Linked DNA regions of Mus musculus: region 2 is linked to region 1. A link is a contact called in public Hi-C data. All regions are on one chromosome and are shown on one strand. Each heading gives the region's core, a stretch centred on a gene start, on an enhancer-like site or on the middle of the called end of the contact. The rest is flanking DNA. Distances are from core to core; before and after follow the strand shown. Region 1 holds the start of Rgs6 (regulator of G-protein signaling 6). Region 2 overlaps Rgs6 (regulator of G-protein signaling 6).

Region 1 (4,031 bases), core at 18-2,517:
AACCTCCTCCTGGTTGCCTTTCAAGTTTTCCTTTAGGGCTGCTAAAGGGCTTTTATCAGAACTTACCTACAGGTCCAGTTTCTAAGCAGGCACTGATGCTGCGAGAATAATTCCAAACCAACGAGATTCAAAACATGTTCAATTTATTTGCAGACTTAGAAATGCCACTGTCTCCGTGAGAGAGAAAACGCACCCACTTTGTCAAATTAAAAAAGAATGAAAACCCGCAGCTTTTCCTCTGAACAAATTTAAATTTTCTGGGTCACTTCCCTCATCACACTTTTTAAGCAGCCTGACCTGCTCAGAAAAGCCTATACCTACCGTCTGTGAAAGCAACTCCCAAGCCTCAGACCTCACCACCCGCCCCTGCGGTCCTCACCTCACCACGGAGCCTCGCCCTTTCAACCCACAAATCGGGAGCTTATTCTCAGGAAAAGTTGCTGGAGGTAGATTCCCCCACCTGCGCTCTCCGAGCGGATGGCTGGGAAGAAGAGAAAGCCTTCGGGGCCCCGCACGCCCTCCAGGCCCAGGCTCGGAGCGCGTCCCACCCCAAAGCCGGGAAGGCGATTTCCACGCAGACCTGCACCCATCCCACACAAGTCCGCATGCCAGCTCGCCGAGTCACTTACGTAAGCTCGCCCTGCACAGTCCCAAACTGCAGACACACACCCGCACCTGTCACGCATCCGAAATGGACAAGCGCCCACCCCCGAGGAATGCAAGCCACACAGATCGGGGCGCGGGTGCGGCTTCCATTCCTTTTCCTCCGGGTTCTTTTCTTGTCCCTTTTTTGTCCAACTACAATTACCTTAGCAACCAAAGAATTGTCTCGACTCGCTCCGGCGTCTCAGTTTCTCCTAAAGCCCGGCTGGCGCCCGGCTCATGATAAGGCTGGGGAACCCGGGAGTCGCCAGCTCTCGGGGGGTGGAGGAGCGGCCAAATCTGTCCGGGCACTGCTCTCCCGAGTGTCGCCTTCTCCTCCTCTTCCACCTTCTTGGTGCCACTCTACGAGGCGGCGACCGCAGGGGGCTCAGCGAGCACACTGTACAGCTCCGGACCCGGGAGGAGGCGCGGCGGGTCTCATGGTGCCAGGGCGCGGGGCTCCCGGGGTGTTTCCCTCGCCCCTCGCTGGTCCGGACCGGAACCGCCCCCTCGGCGCCCGCAGCAACAGGGACCCCGGGGCGCCCCCGGGCGGAGTTCTTGGCCACCCGGTGGGGGCCGATCGCCAAGGAGCTGCCCGGAGTCGCGCAGCCCAGGCGCTCGGCTCGGCCGCTGCCGCAGCGGCGCCCGCTGTCGGGGACCCAGAGCAGCTGCAGCCTCGCGCCGCGCACCTGGGCGCCCGCACCTGGCCTGAGCCACGCGCTATGAGCGGGACCCTGACACCTGAGCACGTTCTTAGGTCGCCGCCGCCAGGCTCACCTGTCCCGGCGCCGCCCGGGGTACGGATCAGGCCCTGTGCAGCAAGCGAGGAAAAAAATAATCTGCAGATTCCAGGCAACCGAGCAGCTACCTAGAAAACTGAGGGACTGTGTTAAACAAGCCAAGGCTCCTCTCCTTGCTGCCAGGATGACCGTGTACTGAAACTTTAGTGGCGCCAAGGTGCTCACGATTCTGGCCTGAGGTGCTGTCCCGGTAGCTTTTGAATCCCTCACTGACGTGGGGCTGGCGCCCTCTAAATTAAAATGAGCCAGTGCGTTCGTCAGAGATATTGTTGCTAATCTCGTGGTTTTATTTATTCAACGTTTACACCACACAGCGTTGGGAGCGCTTTGTGGTTGATACTATCTTGAAACAATACAAAAGGGAATCTAAGGGGGAAACTATGCACAATATCCTTGGGCAAGAAGAGAAGCTTTGACATTCAAATGAACAAGGGTAACTTGAATGGACATTTTAACCTGAGAGTCCTGAAACGTGATTTTTGATGACTTATGACTGGGTTGCAGATGTAGCTCACCTAATATAGTGCTTTCCCCAGCACTGAGTAAACCCCGACAGAGATGGTATCCACCTGTAATACTCAGGGGCTGGAAGCAGAAAGAACAGAAGTTCGAGGCCAGCTTTGGCTACTTAGGGAGTCCGTGAGTCACACTGGACTACATGAAGGCCTGTCTCAAATTATTTTAGGGAACTGTAGTTGGAGGTAGGACAAGGTGGTTGGTACTAAATAGTTACCAGTAGATGTGTATGTATGTCAATGTTACCAACACCAATAATAAATCAGTAATTTATACTTTAGTGTATTAATCACAGAAAAAAATAAATAAATTACTCCAAGTCATTGGGGATGAATGATCTGGACTCTTCATCTTTATGGCTCTGGGGGTGAAAATTTAAAGTTTCCTTGGCAATATGCATGTTTGTCAACACTGCTGTGCATAAATATGCAAATAACAAAGAACATCAGTTAAAGGTAAATAGATTCTTCTGAATGTAAATCCATTCTTCTAAAATGGCAGATTGTTAAAGATGGCTTCTGATTGAGCGAGGCCCGAGGACAAGGCTGCTAACTCAGAAGGTGGCCTTGGGTAGGATCCAACCCCTGTAAATAACACCTATAACCATGGATTTCTATAATATACTGATTCAAGAAAATAGACATGTCTGTGTTGTTTCCTCACATAAAGCTAGTGTGCTAGCCACACTAAGAGTGACCTGTTTTTAGGAACTGTACTCTGAAGTCTGAAGGGGTCAGTGAGTGTAAGTTGGAGATAAGATGTGCCTAGGAACCCTGTGTGTGCCCTATTGGTAGGGGTAAGCACTTTAAGTCAGAGGTGGGACCCAGTAGAAGGAAGCTGGGTCCATGGAGGGGTCCCACTGAAGGGTGTATGATGAGACTAGCTCCTCCCTCAGTCTCCACGCAGTATACAGGTCTCCTACCAGCATCCTCCAAGACAGTAGCTTGAAGCACAAGACCAAAAAACCATAGGCTAAAAATCTCTGAAACTTGACGCCAAAAGAAGTCTTTCCTTCTTGTAAATTGTTTGTCTCCAGTATTTTGCCACTGGGAAGAGAAAGTGCCTAATACACAGTCATTTGTTACTTATTCACAGATGGTTGGAAACTAGGAACACCCAAATAAAGTGAACAAACGAACTAGTCTGTCCACCTGCTCGTGTAATGTGTTTTGTAATTCAATATGACTTCAGAAGAGATGGCTTAAAAAGATACACTGAGGTATAATTGTTCTCTTCGCCAAGATGAACAACAAAGACTTTGTCTTCATTTAATTTTATGTGTATGGATGTTTTGCCTGCATGTATGTGTACCCTGTGTGTGCAATACCAGCTGGAGGCCAGAAGAGGTGACAGATCCCCTGGGACCAGAGTTAGAGCTGGTTGTGAGCCAGAATGAGGGTTCTTGGAACCAAATTCAGCACCTCTGGAAAAGATGCTCTTAACCGCCGAGTCATCTCTCTAGCCCCTAAAGACTCATCACTTTTGACAAGTGTCCCTCACAGGTTTCCTTGAAGTATTATCTCATCATTAACTGAGATAAAAAGACAGTCTCTCTGCACACTACTCAGTGAATATATACAATTTCACTCTGCATATCACACTGTGAATATGTACAATCCCACTCTGCCTGTTTCCATTAGCCAACCTCGTATTCCTGAAGGCCTTGCTACACAGAACAATCTTTCCAGAAACTCTAAAGTATAAAATAAATATAGTAATGTATAAAATCCTGAATCTTTTCATCACTTCATTACCAGATGAGGGGCTACAGCTAAGCCTGTGATAGAATTGCCATTGGGACATCTCTGTTAACTTCATTTTAATAACTTCATTAAGAGCAAAGATAGAACAGTTGCATGTACACGCCTCTGAAACATTTAGAGGCTGTGGGTTTGTGGAGGGCAATGAGTTTGAGTATGAGATAACCCACATCTTGGGTTATGGATTTGTTATATTTAACAGTACATGTTACATATCCATCTCAACTTTCCTTCAGTGTGTGTTATGTGTAGTTTGTTATTTGGGGGGGGGGGGTGATATGTGCAATGTATGTTTGTATATGTGAGTACAAAT
Region 2 (3,911 bases), core at 1,027-3,526, 140 kb before region 1:
TCTATGAATTTATGGTGCTGCTTTTAAATGTTAAGATGCATATCATTTTTATAGCTAAAACTGTCATAAATCCATCACACATCTGGGTTTAGTATAATCAGATAATCATTTGTGTCCCAAATTTCATATCTAACACAACAGTTATAAGCACTTAGTTGTATTTATTTCCCTTTTTTTTCCCTTATCCTTGGCTTATTTGTTGACCACAGTGTACAGTTTCCCACTTCTCAAGGATCTGAGCATGTTAAGATCCCTCTCCTGACTTCAACATCATTTAACGGTCACATAATGTTGCATGAATCTATGTAAGCATGCACCTACAGTAGATGTCTTCATTTCACTTCTGTTGTGGTTATAAAATACCCTGACAAAAGCATCTTATGAGAAAAGATTTATTTTGGCCCACGGTTTCAAAGGAATACAGTCCATCATGGTGTGGAAGGCATGACGGCAGGTGAATGTTTACCACGGTGCATAAGCAGTCTTAAAGTGGAGAGAGAAAAGGAAGTAAGCCTAGGCTATAAAACTTCAAAGCCCTTGCCCAGTGACTTACTTTCTTCAACAAAGCTCCACCTCCTAAAGGTTTTGAACCTCTCCAAACAACACCACCAGCTGGAAAACAATCTTCAAACACATAAGCCTATGGGGGACACCTTACAATCAAACCATGACAGTAGACATGCACGGCGCCCTCTATTTCTTATTTCTGTAGCTAGGACTACAATAAATGACCTACAGGCAATGGCTAGGCTTCTTCCTAGCTTTCTGACCTAACTTTCTCTGATAAAATGGGGATACTAAAAGTTCCTATATCATCGAATTGGCATTGTGAGATAGACAAATGAATACACATACAACATAGTAAGTGCTCAATGAAAAGGAGCTACTATGGTAAATTAAATAAATCAAAGGATGAAAACCCTGTGTTTCAGAGGGATTAATAATCATGTTGCTCATTTCTCTTAAACTCTGTAAGACAGAAAGGCCCATACAAGCTGCCAGGCTTGCCTCCAGCAGCCTCATATGAGATCTTTAGACAACTGCACTAAGTTGTCTAACATCAAACACAAGACACATCTTTTAGAATAATTTATCCAGGAACAGGCACATAGTGCCAGTGGAAGAATGCAGGGTGCAATTTCCCAGAGGTGAAGGAAGAGAGGGGACTCCCTTCTGTCCTTAGGAACGGTCAGTTCTTGCTTATAAATAAGCAAGTGTTGCTCATTGGAGATTGAAACTCAATTTTGCTAAAACTTGCAAATTTAGGGGACACCAGAAGAGTAGGCTTTTACATACACTCTCCTGGTTGTCAACACAGGCAAATTTTCCCCACTGTTTCTACAGACCTTGCTCAGATCAATCAAGATATGTATGTGGAACAAATTTGCCCCAGACTCTGACCTTCTGCACAGTCTGGCCAAAGAAAAGCAACACCTTTGCATAGTTCACATCTTCAAAAGAACAAAGTTCACACCAGTGCCTGCTTCAAAGTTCAGCTCTTCTGCACATTACACTCCATGCCTCCCATAGCCAGCCCCCCACAGCTGAGAATAGCTGCATTGTGCCTTTGCCAAGATGCTCAACACTTCGCTTCTTTCCTGAGGCAGAGGAAATGAACAGGACAGGAGTATATTATCTTAGCCAGAAGGCTAAACAGACCCCAGTGAAAGGGAGAGAGATGTGCATGGCAGTATCCAGGCACCAGGGGGATTTAAGAAAGGAGAAACTCTGGGTTTAGGTAACTCCAACAGGACTTCTAGAACAAGGCTTCTAACCTGGTTGGTGAGGATGGGATAACTTTGAAAGGAGACAAAGGGTTTGCTTTTAGATAACGGGAAAATGAGCCACACTTAGTTGTTTGTGGATCTGCCAGTTTACCCATACTTGGCTCTGAAAAAGTTTACATAGTTGAGCCTGATATTTTTAGTTTGTTTTCTTTGGGTCAGGGAGAGGTATAAGAGATCAAACATAACAACCGTGTATCTTCTGAGAATGTAACCACACACTGGCACAGCCGACCATGTAGTCCTGCTTTCTAGCCTGTACATGTATTTTTGCTCTGTTGCAAGCACCAGGCTCGGAGTGGGTCCCTGGCCACAATCCAGGAAGGAACAGGCTCTGCAGAGACAGGATGACAGGCACAAAATTGTGGGTGGAGAGGACGAATGAGGCACCCGAGCCGACAGATGAGGTGGGTTTCATGAAGAAGCCACCAGCTGAGATGCATCTGGGGGAGTGTGGGAGTCTGCCATGCAGAGACAGGAAGGAGGGATGTTCCAGAGAGTCTGCCATGCAGAGACAGGAGGAGGGATGTTCCAGGTAGCAGCAGCCACATGGGCCAAGGCAGAGGATGATGAAAATTGCTAGTTTACAGTGAGAAGGCACTGCCCTCTTCCCACCTCTTCATTCCTGGTCTTTTTGCTAATTGTGGCCTTCTGGAGTCTTGGGAAGACAGGAATCTCTGGTAAAACCCCAAGGATCCCATCGCCATTCATACCCATGGAGCTCAGCAAAGACTAAAAGAAATGCCCATAATCCCAGAACTGGAGAGATCGGAGCAGGAGATTGCAGAGTTCAAGATTATCCTGAGGCCATATCTTTTAAAAAGTCACTTTCTAACAGCCCCATTGATGTCTTGGAATGTACAACTTCAGAACCAGGACACTAGACTATCAGAGACCAAGACCACGGTGAAGCCATATTCAGGAGATCCAGCTCCCATACCAGAGCAAGAACACAGGAGAGAGCCCCTTGAGAACGGCCAACTTGGACTCTGTGACTTGTCACACAGCAGTACCCAGAAGAGCATGAGGGGAAAAAAGAGAAACTCTGGAAATCAAGTCTTTTCTCCCTGCAACATTCCAGCGAGGGACACCGGAAGTCTCAGCCCCACTAGAGGTTTCACTGTTTGGTGGTAATTATCATCAGATTGCTGTCCCTAGTGATCTCGGGCCCCCAAAACATGCATATTCTGTGAGTGTCTGGTGAATTAGTAAGCTCTGTTTCAGATGTCTATATTTTTCTGTCATTGTTCTCAAGGTTGGGTTTTATCAGGGAGAAAACCATTAGAAGTTTTTTTTTGTTTTTTTTTTTTTTTTTTTTTTTTTTTTTTTTTTCCTGAAATAAACTAGACGACTTCACCTCCACTAACATCCTTCAAGGCCAGGTCAACAAGCAAGTGTGTCAACGCAGATGGTGTCCTTGCGTTCCTTGCCTTTCCACGTCAGTGGCATACCACACAGAAACCCCAGCTGGATAGGAGGCAGCATGTATGTTCATATTTGATATCTGACAGACACTTCTCGTGTCTGATATATAGAAGGCTGGTGGTTAGCATTATGGACCCTTATCAACATGCACCCCCTTCATGCTTTGTTTGAAATCCTACTGTGTCAACTGAATTGCCAACTTTCTGAGCTTTCAGACGGGTGCAGCCGTGTGACATCACTGGGCATTTAGAAGAGAGAGAGCAACCTCTCTACTGGGGAGTTGTCTATGAGCCTTTCTTATCCTGATGGAGAGAGCTGTGGCCCACACAGTATGCACCTCCCTCTGGGAATATCAGCAGCCACAGCAGCCGTGAGGCAGTAACCTAAAACAGTGATGAGAATGGAAGAAAAAGGATATGTGAATAGATGACATACCAGGTGCTCTTAGCACCATAGAATCCCTTTCATACTACCTGCATCCAAACATATTTTTGCTTTAACAACTATTTCTACGTTGATAATTTACTAATGTCAAGGTTGGGCTGAAATGGCTCGGTCAGTGAAGCTCTTGGTCTCACACACATGAGGACCTGAGTTTGGAAACTCAGAACCAATGTGCAAAGCTGGTGGGACACACTTGTGACCTCAGTGACGGTGAGATAGGAGACAGGGATGGGCCATGGGGGCTCACTGGCCAACTCA

Evidence for each region. A called contact is a pair of places that touch in the nucleus more often than the background predicts.
Region 2: a contact with region 1 is called in a Hi-C map of cerebral cortex, with 3 times the contacts expected there. The contact joins the enhancer-like site here to the promoter of Rgs6 in region 1. A contact is called at or near these places in 6 of 484 Hi-C or Micro-C datasets (cardiomyocytes, cerebral cortex, cortical neurons and 2 more) and 3 of 115 datasets of contacts at active chromatin or transcription factors (forebrain, heart atrium and neural progenitor cells).

What each region holds. Positions count from the first base shown.
Region 1 is chr12:82,614,161-82,618,191 of GRCm38.p6, reverse strand. It overlaps Rgs6 (regulator of G-protein signaling 6), which reads right to left and starts at 1,267. Exons shown (of 17, transcript NM_015812.4): 1 at 809-1,267.
Region 2 is chr12:82,755,211-82,759,121 of GRCm38.p6, reverse strand. The region is part of intron 2 of Rgs6 (regulator of G-protein signaling 6); the gene reads right to left. Among named protein-coding and RNA genes, the nearest start is that of Gm22149, 15 kb to the left of the region's middle. Within about 2 kb of position 2,276, at least 12 of the 459 cell types and tissues checked have an H3K27ac peak or open chromatin away from gene starts, as enhancers often do. A contact at or near this core is called in cerebral cortex, cortical neurons and heart atrium, where this site is marked.